Regions from separate parts of the Sus scrofa genome. Here region 2 is linked to region 1. A link is a contact called in public Hi-C data. All regions are on one chromosome and are shown on one strand. Each heading gives the region's core, a stretch centred on a gene start, on an enhancer-like site or on the middle of the called end of the contact. The rest is flanking DNA. Distances are from core to core; before and after follow the strand shown. Region 1 overlaps ZFPM2 (zinc finger protein, FOG family member 2). Region 2 overlaps LOC110260243 (a long non-coding RNA gene).

What was found. Hi-C and Micro-C count contacts between places; a contact is called where the count stands out from the background.
Region 2: a contact with region 1 is called in a Hi-C map of fetal heart ventricle, with 2.4 times the contacts expected there. The contact joins two enhancer-like sites.

Annotation. Positions count from the first base shown.
Region 1 is chr4:31,744,957-31,752,618 of Sscrofa11.1, forward strand. All of the region lies in intron 4 of ZFPM2 (zinc finger protein, FOG family member 2), which reads right to left. Among named protein-coding and RNA genes, the nearest start is that of ZFPM2, 250 kb to the right of the region's middle. Within about 2 kb of position 3,480, at least 9 of the 83 cell types and tissues checked have an H3K27ac peak or open chromatin away from gene starts, as enhancers often do.
Region 2 is chr4:32,444,991-32,452,652 of Sscrofa11.1, forward strand. The region is part of intron 2 of LOC110260243 (a long non-coding RNA gene); the gene reads right to left. Among named protein-coding and RNA genes, the nearest start is that of LRP12, 250 kb to the right of the region's middle. Within about 2 kb of position 4,366, at least 3 of the 83 cell types and tissues checked have an H3K27ac peak or open chromatin away from gene starts, as enhancers often do.

The DNA.
Region 1 (7,662 bases), core at 2,230-4,729:
TAACTATTAAAAAAAATAATAATAATAAAAAGAAAAAATATTTACCAAAAAAAAAAAAACCCAAAAAACAAAAACCGAAGTCAGAGAATTAAGTAACTTGCTTTAGTCTTCTCAGCTAATAGGTAGCAGAGTCAAGATTTGGACCTAGGTTGTTTGGGTTTCAGGCAGTCCATATATTTAAATACTATGCCAGAAGCAAAAAGCAGACCCTAAAATGAGCATTCTGCAGAACTTTAATGGGTTGTCTCATTTAAGGGTTGCTCTTGGTCCTTCACAAAAATAGAGGAATCTTTTAAATTTCCACAGAGAGAGGCTGCAATTATGCCGTTGCTTCATATCTAAAATGATGAATTAATCAAAACTGAAGGCTATTTCAGTGAGAGGTGAAAAATAATCAAACTATGACAGCAGCATTTTAAAATAAACATAACTCCAACCACTACCATTTTTGTACTCATGTAATAAGCAACTTTATCTAAATAATTTATTTCATTAAGGAGATTTTTTTGCCTTATATTATTCTATAAATTTCTAGCACTTTGCTTTGTGCCCTGTAGGCTCAAGTCGTTGAGACCTGGCATTAGATTAGGATTATGTAGTTTCTAGAACCATGGTCCTCAGAGTTTGTGCTGTCTTACATAAAGCATATAGCCACCAAGACCCCTTCTTCTTAGCAACACTAGCTCCTGCACTGATTTTCAATGAGAATCCCTCCTAGGTGAAGCCCATATTAGTCATTTCAACTGAAGGTATTTATTTTGACAAGCTGACCTCCAAATTCTGATAATTACTTTCATCTCCCCCAAAAATCAAAACACTGTTCTAGACTTCTGTGAAAATGAAAAAAAAAAAAAATCACAGTAACAACTATCAGAGAAATGCAAATCAAAACTATAGTGAAGTACCACCTTGACTGGTCATTAAAGTCAACAAATAACAAATGCTAGAGAAAAGGGAACCTTCCCACACTGTTGGGAGGAATGTAAATTGGTGCAACCATTAGGGAAAACAGTATGGAGGTTCCTCAGAAAACTAAATACAGAGTTACCATATGATCCAGCAATCTCACTCCTGGGCACATATACAGACAAAACTTTCATTCAGAAAGATACATGTACCCCTATGTTCATTGCAGCACTATTCACAATAGCCAAGACATGAAAACAACCTAAATTTCCATCAACAGGTGAATGGATTAAGAAGATGTGGTACATATACACAATGGAATACTACTCAGCCATAAAAAGAACAAAATAATGCCATTTACAGCAACTTGGATGCAACAAGAGATTCTCATATGAAGTGAAATAAGTTAAAAAGAGAAAGACAAGTACCATATATATCATTTATATGTGGAACCTAAAATATGGCACAAATGAACCTATCTACAAAACAGAAACAGATTCACAAACATGGAGAGCAGACTTGTGGTTGTCAAGGGGGAGGAGAGGGAGTGGGATGGAGGGGGAATTTGGGCTTAGTAGAGGCAGGCAATTACATTTAGAATGGATAAGCAATGAGGTCCTACTGTGTAGCACAGGAAACTATATCCAATCACTTGTGACAGAACATGACAGAAGATAATATGAGAAAAAGAACGTGTGTGCGTGTGTGTATGTGTGTGTGTGTGTGCGCGTGTGTGTGTGTATAAAACTGGGTCACTTTGCTATACAGCAGAAATTGAAAAAACACTAAATCAACTATAATAAAAAAATTTACAAATCACAGAGACAAAGACCATAGTAATAAGTCAAAATTATATTGGATTAAATTAGGATGCTTATATAAAAAACATTCCACTGGTTGCTAGTGGGGAGAAGAAAGGAGGAAGGGGCAATATAAGGGTAGGGGACTATGAGGTATAAACTACTACATATAAAACAAATAAGCTACAAGGATATATAGCACAGCACAGGGAGTACAGTCAATATTTTGTAGTAACTATAAATAGAATATGATATTTGAAAATTGTGAACCACAATGTTGCACACCCAAAATTTACATAATGTTATACGTTAACTATACTTCAATTAAAAAAAGAAAAAAAAATTAGGAGGCTTATATTATAGCTATTTTTTTTTTCCTGTGTCTCCAAGTTTTCTTCTGTAAAATAAACTACTATCTACTTCACATGAATGATGCACATGTTGGATTAGATAACAAAAGCAAAAATGAAGTTCGAGATGTTTTATCAATGTTGGATGAAATCATCACAATAATGATCACTTTATAAGATTGAAATAAAAATTAAATGAGAATATGCTGGACCCTACGCCCTATGAGAACAGAAGTTTGCATGTTTTGATCACCCTTCTGTAGCTAGCACCTAGAACAATGCCTGACACATGGTAGGTGCATAACAAATGTTTGTCGAGTGACTATGTGTAACAAGCAAAGTGATCTATATAAGATGACCTCAGGGGTCTCAGATCAACTTTAGGAATGAAACAAAACTTATTTTCATGTTTTTACTATCGACATCCCAATCCTAATCATCTCCAATGTTCTATTTGTTGGCGTGATTGTTATATTTTCCCCACTAGACTGTAAACTCTATGAGGACAAGGACAGTGTTGAAATGATTCTCCACATTATTCCCAGGACCTAGCACTGGAGATATTTGTTGAGTAAAGCAAATTAATTTTAAAGGATGAAAACGCAGGGCTTATCATGGCAATAATATATCAAAGAGTAGACTACCAAGCACCATGTCAGCAGCCCCAAATTAGCAAGGATCCTGACAGGCAACAATGCATTAGTTATCTGCATGCCACAAACACTGATGAAAGATAGCAGAACATTCTTAGAGTGTTGTCTCTCATTGCAGGTGGAGTGCAGGAATTCGAAGGGATCTGTGTTATCATGCACACTCTTTTTTACTGGGATGGGCTCACAGGCACATTCAAACCAGCCATCACCACTGGGGACAGCATCAAAATGGATAGTCCTAAAAGATTCAGCAGAAAAAAACCAGTGATGGAGGACTCACGTTCCTTTCAATATATTAGTGTACAGAACAACCCTTTATCTAGTTGCCCTCCTCTGCTGGGGACCAGAAAATTTGTAACAAATATTTAAAGCGGTTTTTTGGAAAAGGTTCTGCCCCAGCCAACTATGGAGCTACATATTAGGCCTAGTGTCATGGAGACAAAACAGAAATGCAATCTGTGATGCTGCAGCTGCTTCGTGCTTTTGCCTGCCTCGCTGCTAAAGAAGGAGAAAAGGGGGCTGTCTGTGCTAAGAAAGTTTAATACCTTGGAGCAGATATATAAGGTATTATTTTGTTTTTTTGACAGGGTCCGGTGCTATTTTTACCCAGGTTGATGCGGGGGTTAGGTGAGGACTTTAGGAAGAAATCGTGATTTATTTTAAGCGCTGTTTGTGTAAGAGCAGCTCCCTCTGGACTCATTTCTGCCAGTTTTTCATTGTTCCCAATGTAAAAATGCCCCCTTCTCCCTCTTATTTTCCTTAAAAACACACACCAGCAAGTATCTCCCTGATAATCCCCCTAACAAGCCGATGATTGTTTGCTAGAATTCCTTCTCCCAGCATCACTGCTTCTATTTGTCAGTCTGGGTTCCTCCCCATTCCTGCGCCCAGCCTCCCTGCCTCCTCCATCGCGGGTGTTGTTTCTCATTTAAATGAACAGTTGGATTCTTTTATTTCTTACAAGTGCTGGATTCGCCTTATCGCCCTCATTCCTTTGGGGGTTGCCAATTGGTTTTATCCACGGATGTATCATTTCTCATGCTTCCTTTTTTTTTCTTGCAAAGAGAAAGAACCTCTCCGTCAACAAGCCTCTCCGGAGTGGAAGATTAAAAACCTAGACATCACCTACCTTGCAGCTCTACTCCCAACTGGGTTCTGTAAAACTCAATTAAACGTGTCCCCATTGAATACTGCATTACAGTACATTAAACAGAAAATTCTTCAAGCGTGATGACAAAGCTTGAAACCTTGCCTCAAAGCTGTTCCTTGTAGCTTTCTTTAACATTTCAGGCTTTGTGGTACAAGTGTCCCGTTGACACAACTTTAGCCAGCCATGAAAAAAAAAAAGAAAAAAATCACAGAGCAGCACGGGGATTAAACAAGAAAGGGGGGAAAGTGAAGTTAGACTTGGCACTTCCCTGGAGTCTCTATTGAAACTACACTGCCAACAGACCACTCGAAGCTGAAAAGTCTTCCAGAGGTCTGCGGTCTAACAATCGAAAATATAATTCCCTTATTTTGGGCAGGTGAGTTTTACAGATTTCTTTCTCTATCCAACATATTGTATCCCCCTGACTACACAGGAGAAAGACTGGAGTTCTTAGGGCAAGGCGTTTATGCAGACATATAGTCACAGAAATTTTAAAAGCCCAATGAATACTTTAGTCTCTTCAGGCTTAGTTCCTCATAGAACAAAACCAAAAAATCATTCCACATTCCTGCAAACCTCAAAACTGTTATTAACTGTAAACTCTGCCCTTCTATTTTTGTTTCCTGTCCTCTCCCACAGTTTTTATTTTCAACCTGGGTTGCCAAGAGGCAATCCCCCCTCTTAATTTGTTCACTGAATTAGGTTTTCAAAGCTTGTTTGTTAAGCAACTCACACAAGTTTACAAAATTTAGACTAAAATTTTTTTCATCAGATTAGAGATATTACTGTTCTGCCAACTTCACGGTTTTTGATTACTTGAGGCATTTCTCTGCTTTCAAATTTTGGCAATTCAAAGCATAACACCCCCCTCTTGTTTATAGAACCCAGCCCACTTGCTGGTGTAGCTAAAGAGGAAAATGAACTGGCTGCTTTAAGGCACTGTTTTATGTTCTGTATTAATTATCACTTATTTTGTGTCCACAGTATGATGCATCCTATGAGCCTATATTTGATCTGAAATGCTATATAGTGTTAGTGAGAGTTTATTAAGAGATCCTAATGCTTTAAGGAGACACACAATAACCATCCCATTATTCAAAACTGAACAGTACTTTAACACGGAGCTAGGGGGCATGGTGATACTAGAAGTTCCATTTTCACAATTAGCAAATTTAGCTATGGTTATGAAAGAAAGGTATATTTGTCCGTACATATGAATAATTTGTATTATCATATTTATACATATATGTACATGTGCAGGTGTATGTATGCTCAGACATACTCTTTATTGTTAGAGTCACTGTCTAACACAAGTACAATATTTAATTTTGCCCTTGTCATTCTGCTTTAATTCATTGGCGGGGGTGGGGGTTCATTCCCCTCCATCACTATTTTAAACTATTATCTGCAGCGGGTTTTTTAGTGCAGAGAGAGAAAGTGTTGCCTATGCTGGACACCCGTTACAACATTGTAAGCTCTAGTACTCAAAATGGAAATGAAACTGAAATGGATTTTGGCTGGGGTTCCATAAAGATTTTTCCTACAGAACCAAGCCATGCTAGAGGCAAAGCCAAATGTTACCAGGGAATCCCACAAATGAGAAACAACAAGTAAAAAACACCCAAAAAGTAAAGCCTCAGCTCTCTAATCCCAAAATGACTTAAGTTTAATTTACAAATATATTTGGTTAAGAGTTTCTAGGGATTTTTTTTTTCAAGGAAGTTTTCTTTCTTTTTCTTTTTCTTTTTTTTTTTAATCTTTTCTAGGAACTCACCCACCACATACGGAGGTTCCCAAGATAGGGGTCCAATCAGACCTGTAGCCGCCAGCTTACACCACAGCCACAGCAATGCGGGATCCAAGCTGCATCTGTGACCTACACCACAGCTCACAGCAACGCCAGATCCTTAACCAACTGAACGAGGCCAGGGATCGAACCCACAACCTCATGGTTCCTAGCTGGGTTCGTTAACACTGCGCCACGACGGGAACTCCTCAAGGAAGTTTTCTAAGATTAGCTGATTATTCATAAGACAAGAAGCGTCCCCTAAAAGAGTTCAGGAAAGAGTTTATAATTCTCCTCCAAACTCTTTGTTAGTATCAGGATAAAACAAAAGACATTTTTTCCATTCCAAGGCAGTTATGTTTCCAAATATATGCTAGCAATTCTTTAACTGCTCTCTCATGAAAAATTTTAAGAAAATAAAAATCTTAATGTGTAAAACGTTTTATCTATCCTTAACCTTTTTTAAAGAAAAGAGTGGCTTTAATTTGGAACTCATGTAAACAATTGAAGAAATTATCATCTTTATCCTAAAACTATTTAAAGAGTCTACCTGAATGAAAAACAATTCTATAGGGATGTATTTCTTCATAGGTTTGAAGAAATTTTGTATCTAAGTTACTTTATTCTTTAATTAAAGTTTTAAAGATAGTTTGTAATTAATCTCCATACATACATCTATATAGCCCTTTCTAAGTAAAAAAGAGAAATGTTGTTATAAATACCTAGTAGTGATTATGTTTGTCTTAACGCCATCTCTTTCGCTTTTATAGAAAATCATTTATTTATTCCTGTATTTTCAAATGAATTGCCCATCCTCTAAGATCAGTGGACTTTTTGGCTGGCCAGAGAACCAATTCACTCCCTCATGTCTCAGAGGCTTCCGTTCCAACATTTTTGAACATTTGTTTCAACTAACAGATCAACCGCATTAGTTCATCATACTTTCAGAGTTGAAGGTTAGGGCACAGCAGCCAATTGCTGTTAACTGTATGATTCTCGTTTCTCAGGATTTTATTTTTTACTTGCTCTTTTTAAAAAATATCTGAGCAGATTACGTTCTGAGAAGTTTCTCAAAAATGTATTTCTCCATTGCATAGTCTTCCACAAAACACAGACCAAGCCATTTTCTATGATTATTCCAAATGCTTTGGCTAATTCATATGAAGAGTACCAAAGCTATCTGATAGGGTCTGGTGGTGTCCGTGTTCACACTCCTCTAATTAAGTCGAAATGAACCACTTTCCTTGAAGTTCCATCTCCTCCTGATACATGTTTTATTCCTGCTCTCAGAACCTTGGTTACTATTACCCATTATTTCTCTTTTAAATAATTGTTTTACCTCTTGGCCATTCATTTGTCTTTCTGGTTATTCTTTTCATAGTTTCCATGGCCTATTAACTGATATAAAAATGCTGATATTTTCTATGGCTTTGACTGTTTTCATCCAGGGATTTCAAAGTGCCTTTAAGATAGCTCTGTTGCTCTGTGAGAGGCAATTAATAAGACAAAGAGAAATAAAGACTCGAAAAGTGAAGAAGCCCATGTATATTTGCACACCAAGACCATTAGAAAAAACTTTAAATTTTATTCATCTTTGAATCGCTTTGGTTAGGCAGTCAAGAAGATGACAGATACAACTGGAAATATAGGAACATCTAGTGATGTAATTTGCTTTGATTCCCAAAGACTGACTGGGGTCAACAGAACTTTAAGGTCACTGAAATACAAAAGCAAAGGATTCCTTTTCCCAACAGACCTCTGTTGGTCTAAATGTCTGCTGATTTGAGGCCATAGCTACTAGAGGTTTTAGACTGTCTCAATAAAAGCTGTGTCCCTCTTTTGAGGGATCCATTGCTGCAGATGCCTATGATTCCATTCCCATCACCTGTTCAACCATTTTCCTACTGATGGATATTTGGGTTGTTCCCTTCACATCTGTAGCCACAGATTCTCAAAAGAGGAAAATGGTTTTTATTAAGAGCAGTCTGAAAACCTCTCGTAGCTATTATGTAATAGA
Region 2 (7,662 bases), core at 3,116-5,615, 700 kb after region 1:
TTATGAAGTTCAATCTCCTTCAAACCTCTTTGAACTCCTACAGGAACAAAATTACTGGAAGATGTTACTCTTGCAAGCATACAAATAAATTAGTCTTTGCTAACTTGGTTTCTTGCTTAACTTTGGTTTTGGCACAATAGAATTTGAATACGAAGTGTTAATAGAAAACCCTGCTCCTTGAATAACAATTATTTTTTTCTTTTTGCAGCCGCACCTGTGGCATATGGACGTTCCCAGCTAGGGGATGAATTGGAGCTGCAGCTGCCAGCATACGTGACAGCCACAGCAACTCGGGATCTGAGCTTCATCTGCGACCTATACTGTAGCTTGCAGCAACGCCAAATCCTTAACCCACTGAGCGAGGCCAGGATTCAAACTCGCATTTTCATGGATACTAGTCGGGTTCATAACTGGCTGAGCCACAATAAGGACTTCTGAATAACAATTTTAAAACTCATACATTAGAATCCAGGGGCTCTCTTCAACACAGCTAGACATCCATGAGCTGTGTGGGCTGCAGCAGGACAAACTCAAGTATGACTCTCCAGATTCTTACTTCCTCTGTTACAGCTACCAAGATTATTCCACATGTCAAGTTCTCTGTCATCCTTGTGTCCCTGGGTCACTGATCATGTAGAAATTCATGCCTATTTACTTCTCACATGAGATCCAAAATCGTGTGTGTCAAATTGAAACGGAGGAACAACACCCTATGGTCCTCCTCTTGCCTGTCTTTTGTCTGTAGAAAAACTTTAGGCAACATATAAGGTTAATGAGAGAAGTGAGAAAATGCAGAAGCTGAGGAAAACAGTCAAGTGAGATCAAATAATAATAGTTTAGTCACTAAGCAAAATCAAGGACCTCCTCAAAGGAAAGAGATAATATTCTGAGTCATATCCTGTGAGCTGTCTTGTAGATACTGAAACTCCCCTTTAAAAGCTCTTGCCTACTAATCACCAGTGGAGGGAGCTGGCCTTTGGACACAGGTCTGTGCTCCATCCCACCCTCCCCACTCCATTTGCAAGCCTCTTGAAAAAAAGGCTTTGAAATAAAGCAAACTTTCCTTTTCACTAACCTTGTCTCTTTACTGGCTTTATAGCAGTGAGAAGCTGGACCCCACTTTCAGTAACAAAATTATGGCAATTTGGGGAGGTTGCTGTTACAGCACTATAACCTATCCTATCCTGACTAATACCCATCGAACAAGTACACAAGAGTAGTTTATTCACTCACAACAATAGCAAAGAGTTGATTTAAGACAGTGAATTCTTCCAATTGATGGCCCACATTGCCTGAAATTTAGGAAGCTTTAGCCTATGCATGGGGAGTAAAGAAGACATAAGGGAGACACAGACACACAGATAACTGTTAATATGAAGCCAGCCCATGTTAAATGCTAAAATAGAAAGATAAATAAAGTGTTCTGAGAGCACAGAATGAGATTGGATTAGCTCTGATTAAGAAAATCTGTGGAGACCTCAAGAAGGATATATCACTAAATCATTAAAGCTTTGCCTAGAAGAACCTCTCTGGGTGGGGAAGAGAAACAATATGAATAAAGGCCTGCCCCTGCACTTTTGTTGGGTTATAAGGCTAAAATAATAATTAAATAAGAGACTACAGTAGTCCCCTGTGGCTTTGGCAACAGATAAAATAAAGAGATCATTTTCTAGCTGCTAACTGATCTCACTGGATATCAGCTTGAGAAAGATGATACTTTATGGAGGCAGCTCATGGAGGGAGAGCTATTAAGACGTTCTGGAGCCACTAGATTCTAAAAACTATACTTTAAAAATGTTTGTCAATGAGTAGGGCTTTTAAATAGCACCTTTAAATTCAAATTCTACTGTGTCAGCAGATTTTAGTTAGAAACCAAATTAGTCAAGGCTGTTCATTCAAACACTTGCTCAAGCAAAGGAACTGTGTCCTGTCACTTTCAGGTACCAATTTCTCCATTAGTCAAGACAGAGAGATTACACTATGGTAACAAATAACCCTGAATTCTCAGTGACTGAATACACCAAGAGTGTATTTCTCACACACACTACCTGCTCAATGGGAGTCAAAACAGGACTGTCTTTCACACTAGTTACTCATGAACAGAGACTGACGGAGGCACCACTATCGGGAACATTGTTATCCTCCAATACAGAGTACAGAGACACTGCAGGATCTTCCATAGGCTTTTTTCCTGCCTCAGCTTAGCACTGACAAGCATCATCTCACTGGCCAGGACTATCCAGATGGCCTACCTACCTTCCTGGGGCTCGGGAATGTGGGAGCATATCTGATGAACATAATTGTCCATGACATACTAAGGTGGAATAAAGATACGACCAAAAAGAAAAAATAAAGAGACTTCCAATATGGGCTTCAAATCTGGAGAAGAAAAGTCATTATTAAAACACAAGACACAGGATAAATACCTTTTTGAGGTCACTTCTTTCTGGAGCTGCCTCAAAGCCCAGCCACGATTATTTGCTGAGAATTATCAACAGATAGGCTGGTTCTAGACATTTCTTGCCACCACCACCCTCCCAACCAGGCTTTGCTGGAATGTAGGCAAAAAAGAGTCTAGGTCCTTTTGAGAGTTCTGAACCACTTCTGCTTTACCCACCACTAAGTTCCCTTGACCAGATTTTTTTTTTTTTTTTTTTTTTTTTGCTTTTTATTTTTTTAGGGCTGCACCCATGGCATAGGGAGGTTCCAAGGCCAGGGGTCTAATCAGAGCTACAGCTGCCAGCCTACACCACGGCCATAGCAATGTTAGATCTGAGTCAAGTCTGTGACTGGATCCTTAACCCACTGAGCGAGGCCAGGGATCAAACGCGAGTCCTCATGGCTCCTAGTTGGATTCGTTTCTGCTACGCCATGAAAGGAACTCCATCCCTTGACCAGATTTAAACTAGAAAGATTACAGAGTTTAAAAATGACCTGCTAACCTGGGGAACTTCTTCAGTTCAAGACAGTAATAAAACTGAGCCTACTCAGAACAAATGTGAATAGAGTAACTTGGAAACCCCTAAAATCATCACATGTTTTAGTAGATATGAGTAAGTCCACCACCCCACACTGGAAGTTTTGTTGCATTTGAACATCACTGTCATCCTAATTCATTCCTGGGGTGGGAGTTGAGGACCTCTCTTTCTTTGACGGTTGGCTATCTGGTTCCTCCAGGAGGTTCTGTGTTCTAGTGTTTTGTTTCAATGCTTTAGTGCTTAGTCATGGGCCTAATCAAGTCCACATAAATGGAGTCTGGTAGTTTCACCTTAAACATCTTTGCTTCAAGTAATTTCACCACAAGCAGTTTTGCTACACAACTAATTGGCTGTAAGACAACTGCACCATGAAAGATAAAAAATAACAAAAATAAAATAGGGACATTTAAAAGGACATAATGAATCATGAAAAAAACTAGTAACAAATATTTTTAAAGATTTTACTATGAAAAATGAAAATACAAAAAATATTTAATTCCTTTAAAAGATGTGTACATTCATGGTTATATTTGTATTCAGATATATCTTAGAGAAAGCAATGATTCTTCCTTTCTCAAAGTTGATCATTAAGGAGTCAGGTTCTAATGTTGGAAGTAAGTTCTTTATTTGTTTCAAAAAATCTGCTGAAACTCTTCAGCTTTCCCTGGAAGTAAAACAAACAGAGGAGGGATGCTGCTATTTCTTGTTCTGTATATGTACCATATACACCTGGTAGAACATATCTGAACTGCATTTAAGTGTTCTATCACATGCCCTGTCTTTATATTTCCCAAGTCATCTAAGCCAGATTCTATGCCAAATACCAAAATCTTGTCTGCGTCATGTTATCCACTATCAAATATCAAAAACTTTTCACCTACACTCATTGGCAATCAGATAATTTTTTTGGGGGGGGGAGTGGTATGAGGAATTTGATTCTTCCTTGGCCTCCAACTTCTAGTATTATATCATAATATATACACAGTTATCACCCACTGTTTTAAGATCACCAAGTTTACTCAACACTGTATAGACCATTTTGAGGCCTAAGATTTATATAATATAAAAATGGGGGGTGCTGCATCAATAGAGAAATGAAAACAAACTCACAACCAGTTGAAACCAAAGTGAAAATACCTAGAACTTACATACATCTCTACATCTGTTCTCATTCATTTGGATTGTGAGATGCCTGTTGGAATTACTGTGATCCTGAGGCTCTGGATGTCAAAGCCTCGATAAATTGAGATAAACCACCTGAAAAACATGATGAGTGACAGCCCTTTTGCAGGAAGCCCCTTCTGAGCAACAATAATGCTGTGTTGCCCCCATAAGGCTCTCTCCATAGTACACTATCTATTCACGTGTCTATTCCAAATCTAAGAATAGCTGCAAGCAAAAGAAAACAAATACCCAGAATCAAAATGCCTTTCTGTCTGCCAAGAGGACAGACTGCAGAGCTGCAGGTGCTCAGGAAACCCGAGACAGCCCTCTCCAGACCAGCCAAAGCTTAGAAAATAACAATCTTGTTTGCATTTTTAAAAATAAATATTTAAAGTGTATGCGTTCCCCTCTTACTTCACATTTCTTTACTTCCATTTCCCTGAAAACAAGCTGTGCTGGTGGTTCTCACAAATATTTCAACCTCTGAAAAGGCACCAACTTCAACTGCAGAATCAGCCTGTCATGCTCTACACATTTATTGAGTATGCTATGCGATCCTTTTTTACAAACCATACAAATGAAATAAGATTGAGGAGCAAGTGCTCATACTTTGATCTGATTTCAAGGAGCGACTGCAGGAGCCCCCACAGAGAGGCAGACTCTGATTGGGTCAGGACAGAATAAACCTGGGAGGGAAGGAGAAGAAAGTGAGGGGTTTTGCAGAGAAGGGGGCTCTGTAGCTAAGATTATGACTATCAACCTCAAATGAGGGGGAAACAGTAGGAGAAATGGTACCCAGAGTCTGTACTGATGACACGTGAGAACAAGGAACTCAAAGAATGCATCCAGCAGGAAGATGCTTTGGAAGCCCCACTCACATTGGCTAGGAGGACCCTGAAAGACTAATCTTTACCAACACAGAGATGTAACATTGAGCCATAAATTGAGGAAACGATACTAAGATGAGGGATAAAGAAACCCTATTCAGGCTTTAATATAACAGAATTTCAAAGTAAGATCAATCATTTCATCTGTTTCTTCTAAATAAGGAAGTTGAGGCTCAGGAAGATGGTGTGAGTTGCTCAAAGCCACCAAGTTCCTAGAATATCCCTTTGTAAATATGTTTTAGGTCAATTCCCATAAGTTTCCATTTTAAAACAAAAGTTTAAAAAAGCACATACCATTGTCAATATTCATAGTTTGAGTTATCCCAAAAGTGGACCTTAAGACAAGGATTTGTTTGCAAGTTTGGGAAGTGCAGCAAATGCTGGTACAGGAGTCAGGATGTAACATAGATGGAAAGAGTGCCAATAAAGCAATAAGACAATAAAGGGTGTTTATTGGTGTGTTAAATCCAGTGAGTTGCCCCAACTGGGAGATGGAATAGAATGCATACTTCAGAGTTCTCCCACTTGTGGAAAAGGGACCTGAAGTATTTAACCATCAATTCCCATCCATCACTGGTTGAGGGCTGTGTCTACAAAGAGAAAATTCCCTTGTCCCTCCATCCTGCTTCACAAATGAGCTGAGCATACTTCCATTGCTTCAGAAAAAGTCTTTAGACAAAAAGCTAGAGATGCAAACAACTGGAAATCAGCATGAGTGCCGGAAATGTAAAGGTCTGAAGATACATGTGAGGTACCAAGAGTGTGTGCTAAGCCAATCCACTATCTATTTAGCTGTATTTCTGCTTACCTCTATTCTAGAGATAGTTAAGAGGTACAAATCCACACTTTTATCTTGTTCACTATGTGATGTGGTACCTTATACGCATGACAGGGATGGCGTGCACTAAAATGTTAATAACTCGGCTTGTCCTTGATCCGTTTTTGCAAATTCTGAACCATAAATGCTCTATCATTTGCATTAAATACGCATAATTTTTATATACAACTCCCCTGTTTATCAAAGTATATTATCATAATACACAGCAGGGGTATGCAGGTATATAGTTCATTTTGTTAGCTTCCAAACTGGTATAAAGTTTGTCCTAAACTTCTGAATATTGTAAAATTTTAAACTTAATGAGCTATAAGAAGATACCTAGAATTCGGATCATGGAATTTGGAAACACGATCTAATCCCCAGTGGCTCTGTTAATATGTCCCAAAGATATACAGGCATAAGTCACATCAGCTTTATAAATAAACAAATTGTATCTCATTGAGCTTAAAAAAAATCTATATCTCAAATAAAACTGTATGTCTTCTGCTGGTGCTGCCTGACATGCTATTTAGAAAGTTGATTTCTAGAATAGTTAAATTTGAAATCATTTTAATGTACAAATTTCTCACAAGAACTAGAAGTGCAACCTATCACCCTGAAAAAAAAATTTTTTTAATGTAGATTCAAAAAGGACTTGAATTTCTTTAAAGCTCTCAGAAAAATGTTACCATTTAGTAATGACATTCCCTATTCATTTGACCTCAGTTTGACACGCTGAATTGCTCTGAACATCTGTGGCCAGACACCTAAGTTCTACATCTTAACTCTTGCTTTTCTAATTTGTACAGAAATGCACATTAAAAGAATGCCAAGGCTAGAGCCAGAGACAATAAAAGAGGCAGAGTCATAAGTAATTATAAAATCCACATCTACTCATGCAAAGAGGTTACCAATGTTGCTCTGCCAACTGTGATAACATTTCACATGGAAATAGCTCAGACTTAGAGATATGTCATGCTTCTTACCTGAATCCATGGATTCAAAATGCCTGGATTAATAATACCTGCACTCTGTCTCTCAAACTAAAATAAAATAGAAACAGCTTCATGACTGGTGGACTACTAAGTAGATTGTCATATGATTGATTATAAGAGATGTGAGGGACAGAGGGGAGATGTCGGATTATTTCAATACAGGCAAGAAAATTTAGGAAGTGAGTAGATCTACAGATGAATTTTCATGAATGTGTTAGCTGTTACCTACAATGTGACACTAGTGGACTCAGCCCCAGAAAGCCAGAAGGGAGCAATAGACTTGGCAGTCACAGTTTTCGGTGATTTTTCATGGTTCTCAGCCCTGGCCACACATTTGAATTATCTGAGGAACTATTAAAAATACAGTACCTAGACCTCACCTAGCATCTCTGAGGTTAAACCCAGGAATTTAGATAATCTTAATCTTCTATCAGAATTGAGAATTACCAATTATTTTTAGTAGTGAAGATCAAGCAATAAAGCAGGGTGGCTTAATAGACATCAATTAAATTTATCAATTTCCTAAGAAGCCATGGTAGAAATATTCAGTTGTCTATAAAAATAAACATTTTTATCTTAAAAGTAGACAATGAATATACTGACTTACTCATCAATAGACATTCACTAAGTACCTATCATGTGCCAGATACAGTAATAAATAATATATGTGCAAAGATTAATAAAACATGGTTGCTGACCTCATGTGTAGAGAAGAGGAAACACATTTGTTGATAGGATGATTACAAGGTACTAGAATAAATGTTTTAAGAGGCTATACAAGATACAGATGAAAAACAGAAGAGAAAGCAGCTAATTTTACC